2 separate regions of the Sus scrofa genome follow, and region 1 is linked to region 2. The links are chromatin contacts, called in public promoter capture Hi-C maps. All regions are on one chromosome and are shown on one strand. Each heading gives the region's core, a stretch centred on a gene start, on an enhancer-like site or on the middle of the called end of the contact. The rest is flanking DNA. Distances are from core to core; before and after follow the strand shown.

Region 1 (4,401 bases), core at 573-3,072, 680 kb after region 2:
TTTAGGGGATAAGCCTCAGCTTCCAAGACCTTCTTTGAGTTCCAAAGACCAGGGAAGGGAGGGGATGCAGATACCTGGGAGGAGCAGTCAAGAGAGAATAGTGCAGCTTTGGGGCAGGGACCGGGTTCCTTCTCTCTTTTTTTTTTGTCTTTTTAGGGCCACACTCACGGCATATGGAGGTTCCCAGGCTGGGGGCTGAACTGGAACTGTAGCCACCAGCCTAGGTCACAGCCACAGCCATGCCAGATCCCAGCCGAGTCTGCGACCTACACCACAGCTCACAGCAACGCTGGATCCTTAATCCACTGAGCAAGGCCAGGGGTGGAACCACCGTCCTCACAGATACTAGTCAGAGCCACAACGGGAACTCCGGCCCTGGTTCCCTCTTAAGGAACATTCATAACAATATCTTTGAGCCTTTCTGCAGAACTAAAACCCTCAACAAATGGAAGAACTACTTGATGAAGCATCTTCATTCTGGGAAGGAGGACTGGCAGGGCCAGTCCTGGGGGCCACTAAACACCTGCTTTGAGACAGTGCAAACTTGCCTCTACCCTGATCCTTATCTGGGGCCCTATTTTCCACTCCCCAAACTATAAAACCACCTCTTAACTCCTTCCAAGAGGGCACAGTCTTGAAGGCATTAGGCTGCTGTGGCCTCCTTTGCCAGGCAAAGCAATAAAATAAAGCTCTCTCTCTTGTCCTGTTTTTTTTTTTTTTTTTTTTTAGGGCTGCACCAGAGGCATATGGAGGTTCCCAGGTTAGGGGTCAAATTGGAGCTACAGCTGCCAGCCTACAGGATCCGAGCCTCATCTGTGACCTACCCCACAGCTCACTGCAAGACCGGATCCTTAACCCAATGAGTGAGGCCAGGGATCGAACCCGAGTCCCCATGGATACTAGTCAGGTTCTTTAACCACTGAGCCATGATGGGAACTCCAAGCTCTCTTTTTCTTCTTCACCCAAAACTCTTTCTCCACGTTTCTATTTGGCAATGGGAAACAGAGGCTGTTTTGGCAACAACAGCACAAGAGTCCAGGAAATACTCTTCCAGTACTTAATACTCTTCCAGTACTTAAACACTATTATTTGATTCAGCAGAGAAGTCCTTTACACGTCATCAAGTTATGAGTGAAGCTCCAAGAGTGAAGCTGAAAAGGAGGGAAATAACTGAATAAAGTCTGAAGGCAGTAAAGATCCAACGTTGAATGCCGTGAGTGCGGCCCGCAAAAGACCAAAAAAAAAAAAAAAAAATCCAACGTTGAGTTTCAGAATTTCACTATTTCATTTTACTTAATTCTGAACATAAAGGAAAATCGGCTAACATTCGGGTCAGAACTATACTCCTCTGTCAACGGCACTGGGGTGAGCCACGGAGTCGCTGAGGGGGCTAGAAATCAAGCATTTATCCATAGACCGATTTTGCAGCACTAAGCTTAGCGACAGAATTATTAAAGCCCACCCTAGATTTTGCAGGGCAAACCGAGGTTACCGCCGCCTGGAATTTCCAATAACGAACTGCAGCATCGTTATTCCCCCGCCCCGCCCCTCCCCTCGTACACACACACACCTTCTTTCTAAGAGTCGGTGCAGACCGTGAACTCGTGCAGACCGTGAACTCGGCACCGAGCGGCGTCCGGGCCCCGGGGAGCTGGCGGGGGCGGGAGCAGACGGGCCGCGAGGCGCCTTTCCCAGAGCCGCCGCCAGGGCGCGCGCGCGAGACGCCCGGCAGCTTCGCGCTTTGGCCCCCCGCGCGGCCCGTCGCCTGGCGCCGCGGCGGGAAAATCGGACCGTGCCTTCACGGCCGCCGCCTTTTTCTGTTCTCGCGCGCCTGCCAGGGTCGGCCCGCTGTGATGATGGAAGAAGAGGAAGGGGCCGAGGAGCAGCAGCGATTCTCTTACCGACAGGTACAGGCGAACGCGGTCCCGGCCGGTCTGGGGGAGGATGGCGTCGAAACATGGGGGAGAAAAAGGCCCTTAGCACGGCCTCACCTTGGCGCGGGCGTCCGGGGAGCGGGGGGCGCGCTCCCGTGGACTCTGCGCGACGTGGGCGCCTGGCGCTGCGCATGCGCTGGCTCGGCAGCCGCGGGGGCTGCTGGGAGGCGGTTTCCATGGTATCGCGGCTCTGAGCGTCGGGGCTGCGGGGCGAGCGGAGGAAGGTTCCCGGGAAGTGCCAGCCGCGCTCCCTGGGTCCCCCTTCTCCGACAGGGCTGTGCGGGGCGCCCGGCACGCAGCACGAGCTCTGAAACGATGGCTCTTGTGACTGGTTCGCTCTCCATCTTGCAATTGAAGAGACGGCCTCAGAGGCTCTTGCAAACCCAGGCCGTCGGGCTCCAGAGCCTATCGGATGTGGGTTCGAATGTCGACCTTGCGGGGGAGGTGGTGTTGACTCTGACCAGTTTTCCTAGATGGAAAGTCGGAGTGATAATAGGACCACCTCTCAGGGTAGTTGCGGGTATTCGGTCCTTTAATTCTCATCGGGAATAAATACCATGTGGCACCGTCGTAAGAACAGCGCTGTAAAGAGGTGAAAACCAAGAGCCAGAGTGGCAAACCTCAGGGAGGATTAACCTGAGAGATGCGGGAATGAGCTCAGTTACGTAGGGGTGCCCTTCGTATTTCAGAAAGAAAATTTCGGAAGCTGTTTACCCGCCCATTCCTTTTACTTTGAAGTTCAAGCCTTCAGAAAAAGTTGCAAGAATAATACAATCAACACCCATAGGCCATTCACCTCCGTTCACCCGTTGTCAAGATTTTGCTGCATTTGCTCCCTTGTCCCCCTTTATTATTTTTTTTTTTTAAATCTCTTTAGGGCCGCACCAGCAGCATGTGGAGGTTCCCAGGCTAGGGGTTGAATTGGAGATGTAGCCGCCGGCCTACACCACAGCCACAGCAACGCGGGATCCGAGCCACATCTGCGACCTACAACCACAGCTCGTGGCAACGACAGATCCTTAACCCACTGAGCGAGGCTAGAGATCGAACCTGCATCCTCATGGATGCTAGTCGGATTCCTTAACCGCTGAGCCACGACCAGAACTCCCCTTGTCTCCTTTTTCTGAAGTTATGTGAGAATTAAATACTCTTAACACTTCACCTTTAATCGTAATACTTGAGCGTTCATTGCCCCTAAACAAGGGTTTACTCTGAATCATCTCTGATCACACTCAGGAAGTTTGATTTTGATAAAATCCTGTTATCTAGTGGCAGTCCATATTCAGTTTTACCCACTTGTCCCCAAAGTGATTTTTTTTTTCCTTTTAGGGTCTTATATCCCTCCCAGGTGGTGGTCTCTTTGTCTCCTCCTACCATAGCTCTCCACTTACCTACTCTTGTGACTTCTGAGACTCAGGAAGGTAGATCCCTGGCTTATCTGCCCGGCCCCTCCTCCACACTCCCATGTTCACAGTTCCTCCTCATCTTTCCTCCACCGTGAACATGTGCTGGTAGAGTCGATGCTGTTCACCTGTCAGCTCTGTCTCCAGCGCAGGTGGAACACGCAGGGCTCAGCAAGTTTGTTGACTGGAGACCGAGCCCTTGGCTTAGCTTGTTTTTTTTTTTTGCTTCTTCTCTTCATGGGAAAGAGGGATGTTTTGCAGCACCTCCAGTGTTGTTGGGGAGCAGTGAGGGCCTGCTGAGGTGGGCTAGCAAACCAGCAAATCAAAGGAGAGTCAGATGTGCCCTCATAAGCCCTTCCCTGTGTTGTCCTGGCCGTTCTTCCTTTGCCGCATGCAGGACTGGGGCTGGCAAGGACTTGAAGCACAGGGACCAGAGGGATCCTTTTGAATTTGCTTGATTAACCCCAGTTGGGGGCGGAGAGGGGCCAGAATCCCCGTCTGTTTTTCCATCGTGTGCCCCAGACACGCGGCACACGTCTTCTTCACCCCGTAGGCGCTTTGCACATCCACATGGAATTTCTGAGTGAAGTCACCCGGACGCCTCCCCAGGACCAGTCTGCCTTTTCTCCCGCTGACCTGCCGTCGTCATTCCTTTACCCGACCGAAATCATAACCATTAACTAGGAAGCACCCCAGAGGCCCCAGTCATTCACTAGCACACTTGAAAAGTTACGCAGCCAGTGTGGAAAGTGCTGAAGGAATCAGAGAGCGGACCCTCTCGTCGGTCTTCGTCTTTTAGGATGGGAAAAGCTCCGATTTGCAGACGTACCCATGAAATGTTTTGGTTTTGCTTCAGAGGCTGAAGGCAGCAGTTCACTACACCGTTGGCTGTCTTTGCGAGGAAGTGGCGTCGGACAAAGACATGCCATTCAGCAAACAAACCATTGCGGCGATTTCGGAGGTGACCTTTCGACAGTGCGGTATGCAGCCTTCCTGTAGATGTGTAGACGCCCCCAGGGGTTGGGGGGGATTCGGGGGGCTGCCCTGGCAGGTCTTCCCCACAG
Region 2 (4,060 bases), core at 1,296-3,795:
CCCTTGGGGGGAGGACTGAGGAAGTGGGCTCCTCACACTTGTGCCCCTGCAGTGGGTGCTCAGCTTGGCTCTGGTTGCCCTGAGTTAACCCTGCTTGTGGGCATGTGTGGGTGGCAGTGGTAAAACCACTCAAGGTGGAGCAGAGGTAGGATGCTCACTGCATCCGTGAGAAGCTGCAGAGGCAGGGTGGCTTTGGGAGGCGGATGTTCTGCAGGAGAGGGTGACGGGCTCCGAAGGAAGCAGGCCTGGGGGCCGTGCGTTCACATCTGAGTCGCCCGCAGCGAGCCTCCTGTCGGTGCAAGCTGCCCTCCTCCCACCATCTCCCCTTTATACTCAAGACCTCCGCTCTCTTCTTTAAACAGGGCCAAAGGATCGCCCAGTTGGGAGGCCACGTGATTCATACGTGTTGCCTTCTTCAGGCCCCTGAGCCACCAGGGAACTCCTTAGGTTGCTTTCCTTACAGCCAAGGTGCGGCTTTTCTTCCAGCACTGCTGTCAATTCTCCACCACGGCTGGTCCATTTCACTCACGAGTCAAAAGGAACTTGAAGTCACTTCCTCCAAGACACACATGACAACGGTTAAAAATAAAGTGAGAAAGAGACACCAGAAACTGTAGAGAGGAAAGCAGAAGGCAAGTCTACCGGTAACTTCAGGGGCCACATTGTCCCTGGTGCCACAGATAGCCCGAGTTTCCTGGCACTCCAGGCATAAGAGGGAGACAAGTCCTAGGGTTTCGTTTCAGAAAGGAAGTGTGTTGGGGTTTCGGGAAAGTGAAACTTCTTCGGCGATGGGGCACAAGCAGCGTGGCCCCGGCAGAGAAGCATGGACCCAGAAGAAGTTAGACACAGACCGTGTGGTCTCTCAAAATGATTCAACCATCTTGAGCCTCAGTTTTCTTATCTGTAAAGTGGGGATGATAAGATTTCTCTCGGGAGGCTATTGTGGAGATCAGAGATAACAAGGTGTGAACTATATTTGAGCCCTTGGCAGGCCTCCTGTTTTGCTTATTACAAAGCATGTTTGTTTGATTTTTTTCTTTTTCTCTTTTTTTTTTTTTTTGGCCATGCTGGTGGCACACAGATGTTCCCTGTCCAGGGATGGATCATGGGTCACAGCAGAGACCTGAGCCGCTGTGATGACAATGCTGGATCCTAAACCCACTGCACCAGGAGAGAATCCAAAACATGATTTGAATGGCAGCAAAGGCATAGTCAATGAAGAGTTCTTTGGGTGTTGCAAAAGTCTTCCTGGAGTTCCCATCGTGGCGCAGCAGAAACAAATCCAACTAGGAACCATGAGGTGGCGGGTTTGATCCTTGGCCTCGCTCAGTGGGTTAAGGATCCGGCGTGGCCGTGAGCTGTGGTATAGTCACAGATACGGCTCGGATCTGGCGTTGCTGTGGCTGTGGTATAGGCCGGCAGCTGTAGCTTTGATTAGACCCCTAGCCTGGGAACCTCCATATGCTGCGGGTGCAGCCCTAAAAAGACAAAAGACAAAAAAAAAAAAAAAAGAAAAAAGTCCTCCTCATCTGACTTTCTCACAACCAACTCTGAAAATCAGGGAATAGTGTTTACACAGCAACCTGGCCAAAGCAGGGCTAGGACAGGTGCTCGGAAACATCAGGACCTGCCATCAGATTTTCTCTCTGAAAGGTCTTTTTCTCTTCTGTCTTTTGACAATATCGCCCTGCAGTGGTCCTGGCCTGGGGTTGGAGTGAGATTGAGCCTCAGACGTTCTGTTGGGAAGGATGTACCCTCCTGGGGACAGACCCAATATTCCCCAAAGGGACCCATGGTCCCTCCCAGCTCCTCCACATGTACCCATTCGAGAGACCAGAGCCTGCAGCCTAGATCTTAGAAAACTGGGACCACTTAGTAACCCATTTGTCTTGCCGCAATTCTCTCCCCTTTGCTGGCTAGGCACAGAAGAGCCTCTGCTCCTCCCGTTGCTGCAGCCAGTACTGGGCCCAAGCTGGTCCTGGGAGGCCCAGAGAGTGTTGGATAGAAAGAGTCCCGCTTCAAGCCTCAGTGTTCCCATCTGTCCAAGGGACCAAAATAGGTGATTTACCTGCCAGGCTGGGTTGGAGAGGGTCCTTAAGTCATTGACTAAGCTATTGACTGGCTCACCCCGGTCACATCCTAGAAGGGTCTTGGGGATTGCCCGACCCCCTAGTCCCCATGCTTTTGACTCCCCAAAGCCTGGAGGCCACCGGCTTTCCCTGGGGCCCAGGTCCCTGAACTTGGCCTGGGGACGCTCTTAGAAGCCTCCAGCTTTTCTCTGGCCATTGTTAAAATCCTTTGGTGTGTGAATGTGGAAGGCGTGGAGCTTTTTACGGGCTCTTAGGACCTTCATTCGGTTGTTTTCTTTATAAACACATAAGCTTGTTTGGAAGAAGGACAAGGTGCAGCTTCCAGAGGCAGCTGGGCTGACGCCCCTCCAGGCGGGCGGAGACCTGGGAGGGCGGGGGGAGGGCGCAGGGGCAGAAGAAGCGGCGGGAGGACCTGTTGTTTTTCCTGTTGCAAGTAAAAAGGAAACAAAGTGGGAAGTGGAGTGTGCGGACTGTCAGCAGGCGGGGCGCCCCCGCCGCGCCCCGCCTCTTTCTCTCGAGGCTCAGTCGCGCCCAGCGCCGTCGCTGCCAGCGGGCGCCGGGCCGAGCCGCCCCAGCCACTGCCAGCCTCGCCGGGACCGGTAAGCGCTCGCCTCTGGTTGTGACTGGGAAGTAGGGGCGAGGGCCGGGGCCAGGGGCTTCGGGGGACCTCGGGAACCGCGGACATCTCCTGGCGCGTACAGCCGGTGCGCCCCGGGCCGGTGCGCCTGCCGCTTCCAGCGAGCTCGGCAAGGGGCGTCTCCCGGGGTGGGCCCCCCGGACCCGAGCCGAGCCCCCCGGACCCGAGCCGAGGTTGCCGCCGAGAGAGGCGCGCACTATTCCCCTGCGCCTAGACTGCTTGCCCCGCGGAGCGGTACGGGGAGCTCCCGGGTACTCGCTGCGCTTCCAGCTGCGGTGCGGCCTCGCGTGCACCCGCCGAGGTGCGGGGAGCCTGGCCGCGGCTCAGCCCCGTGCGCCTGCCCCGGGAGCTGGCGAGCCGGACCAGGGGGCTTCCCTGCTGCGCCGCGGGGAACAGGATGCGCTCCCAACGGCAGGGCTGCCGGGTCGACCCGCGAGGAGAGGGGCGCGCACACCGCCTCGGCGCCCTGGCCCCGAGCGCCCGCCGCAGCCCTGGCGAGCCGGGTCCCGGGCTGGAGAGAGGCCGGGGTGGACGTGACCGGGCTTGTGAACCTGCGGCCCGTCCCTCTCCGGCCCGCCCCGGCGGGGCTCCGACCGCGGGCGCCGCTCACCGCGTGTTTACTGCCGCCGCGAGGCAATCAGCCCCCGGATCTGCGGCTGAGCCGGGGTTACGGCGGCAAAACCGCCTCCAGCTTTGCATTTCCGGACTCTTTTTTTTTTTTTTTCTTTCTTTCTTCTTTTTAATACTCCTACCCGTAATTCAGCCTGAATGAGCCTTCCTCTTTTTTTTTTTTTTTTAAGTTGCGTTTCCTGTTTTTATTTAGGCTTCGTCCTCTGCACCTCCTTCTTGGAGATCGAGGAGAGGGAGACAGGGAGACCTTTCTTGGGGACCAGGGAGGGGGCACTGCCTAGCCATCGATCTTGTGCCTTAGTGAGGAGATGGAGAGCCAGGAAAGCGCTGATGAAAGCTGCTCCTGGAGGGGAAGCGAGTGGGGATGGGATTTCCGGGGTCGGATGGGGGGGCGCCCTGGGGCAGCAGGTGCTGGCAGCCCACGTACCAGGTCCTCGCGCAGCATCCTTGGGATCCGCTCAGTTTGCGGATGGAGAGGTGTGGAGCCGTCGGTGGATTGGGCAGCTTTCTCTTCGTTGAGGTGACCCTGGAAGGAGGGACCTGCAAGTCTCGAGCCCCACGGGATTATTAAGTGGGGTTTCTTCCCTTGGTCTCCTGCAGAAACCCCATTGGACGCTGCTCTCAGAAGTGTCCTGCCTAGTCATGTGTGTGTGAGGGGCTGTGCCTTGGGGCAGGGAGCGGGTTCCTCTCTTAGGAGTCTCCT

What was found. Promoter capture Hi-C pulls out the DNA fragments that hold promoters and counts their contacts.
Region 1: a promoter capture Hi-C map of fetal skeletal muscle shows a contact between it and region 2, with 4 times the contacts expected there. The contact joins the promoter of APITD1 here to the promoter of PIK3CD in region 2. A contact is called at or near these places in 1 of 5 promoter capture datasets (fetal skeletal muscle) and 2 of 47 Hi-C or Micro-C datasets (embryonic fibroblasts and subcutaneous adipose tissue).

What each region holds. Positions count from the first base shown.
Region 1 is chr6:70,699,872-70,704,272 of Sscrofa11.1, forward strand. It overlaps APITD1 (apoptosis-inducing, TAF9-like domain 1), which reads left to right and starts at 1,823. Exons shown (of 5, transcript NM_001204935.1): 1 at 1,823-1,907; 2 at 4,194-4,317. The coding sequence starts at 1,854.
Region 2 is chr6:70,023,760-70,027,819 of Sscrofa11.1, forward strand. It overlaps PIK3CD (phosphatidylinositol 4,5-bisphosphate 3-kinase catalytic subunit delta isoform), which reads left to right and starts at 2,546. Exons shown (of 23, transcript XM_021095292.1): 1 at 2,546-2,689.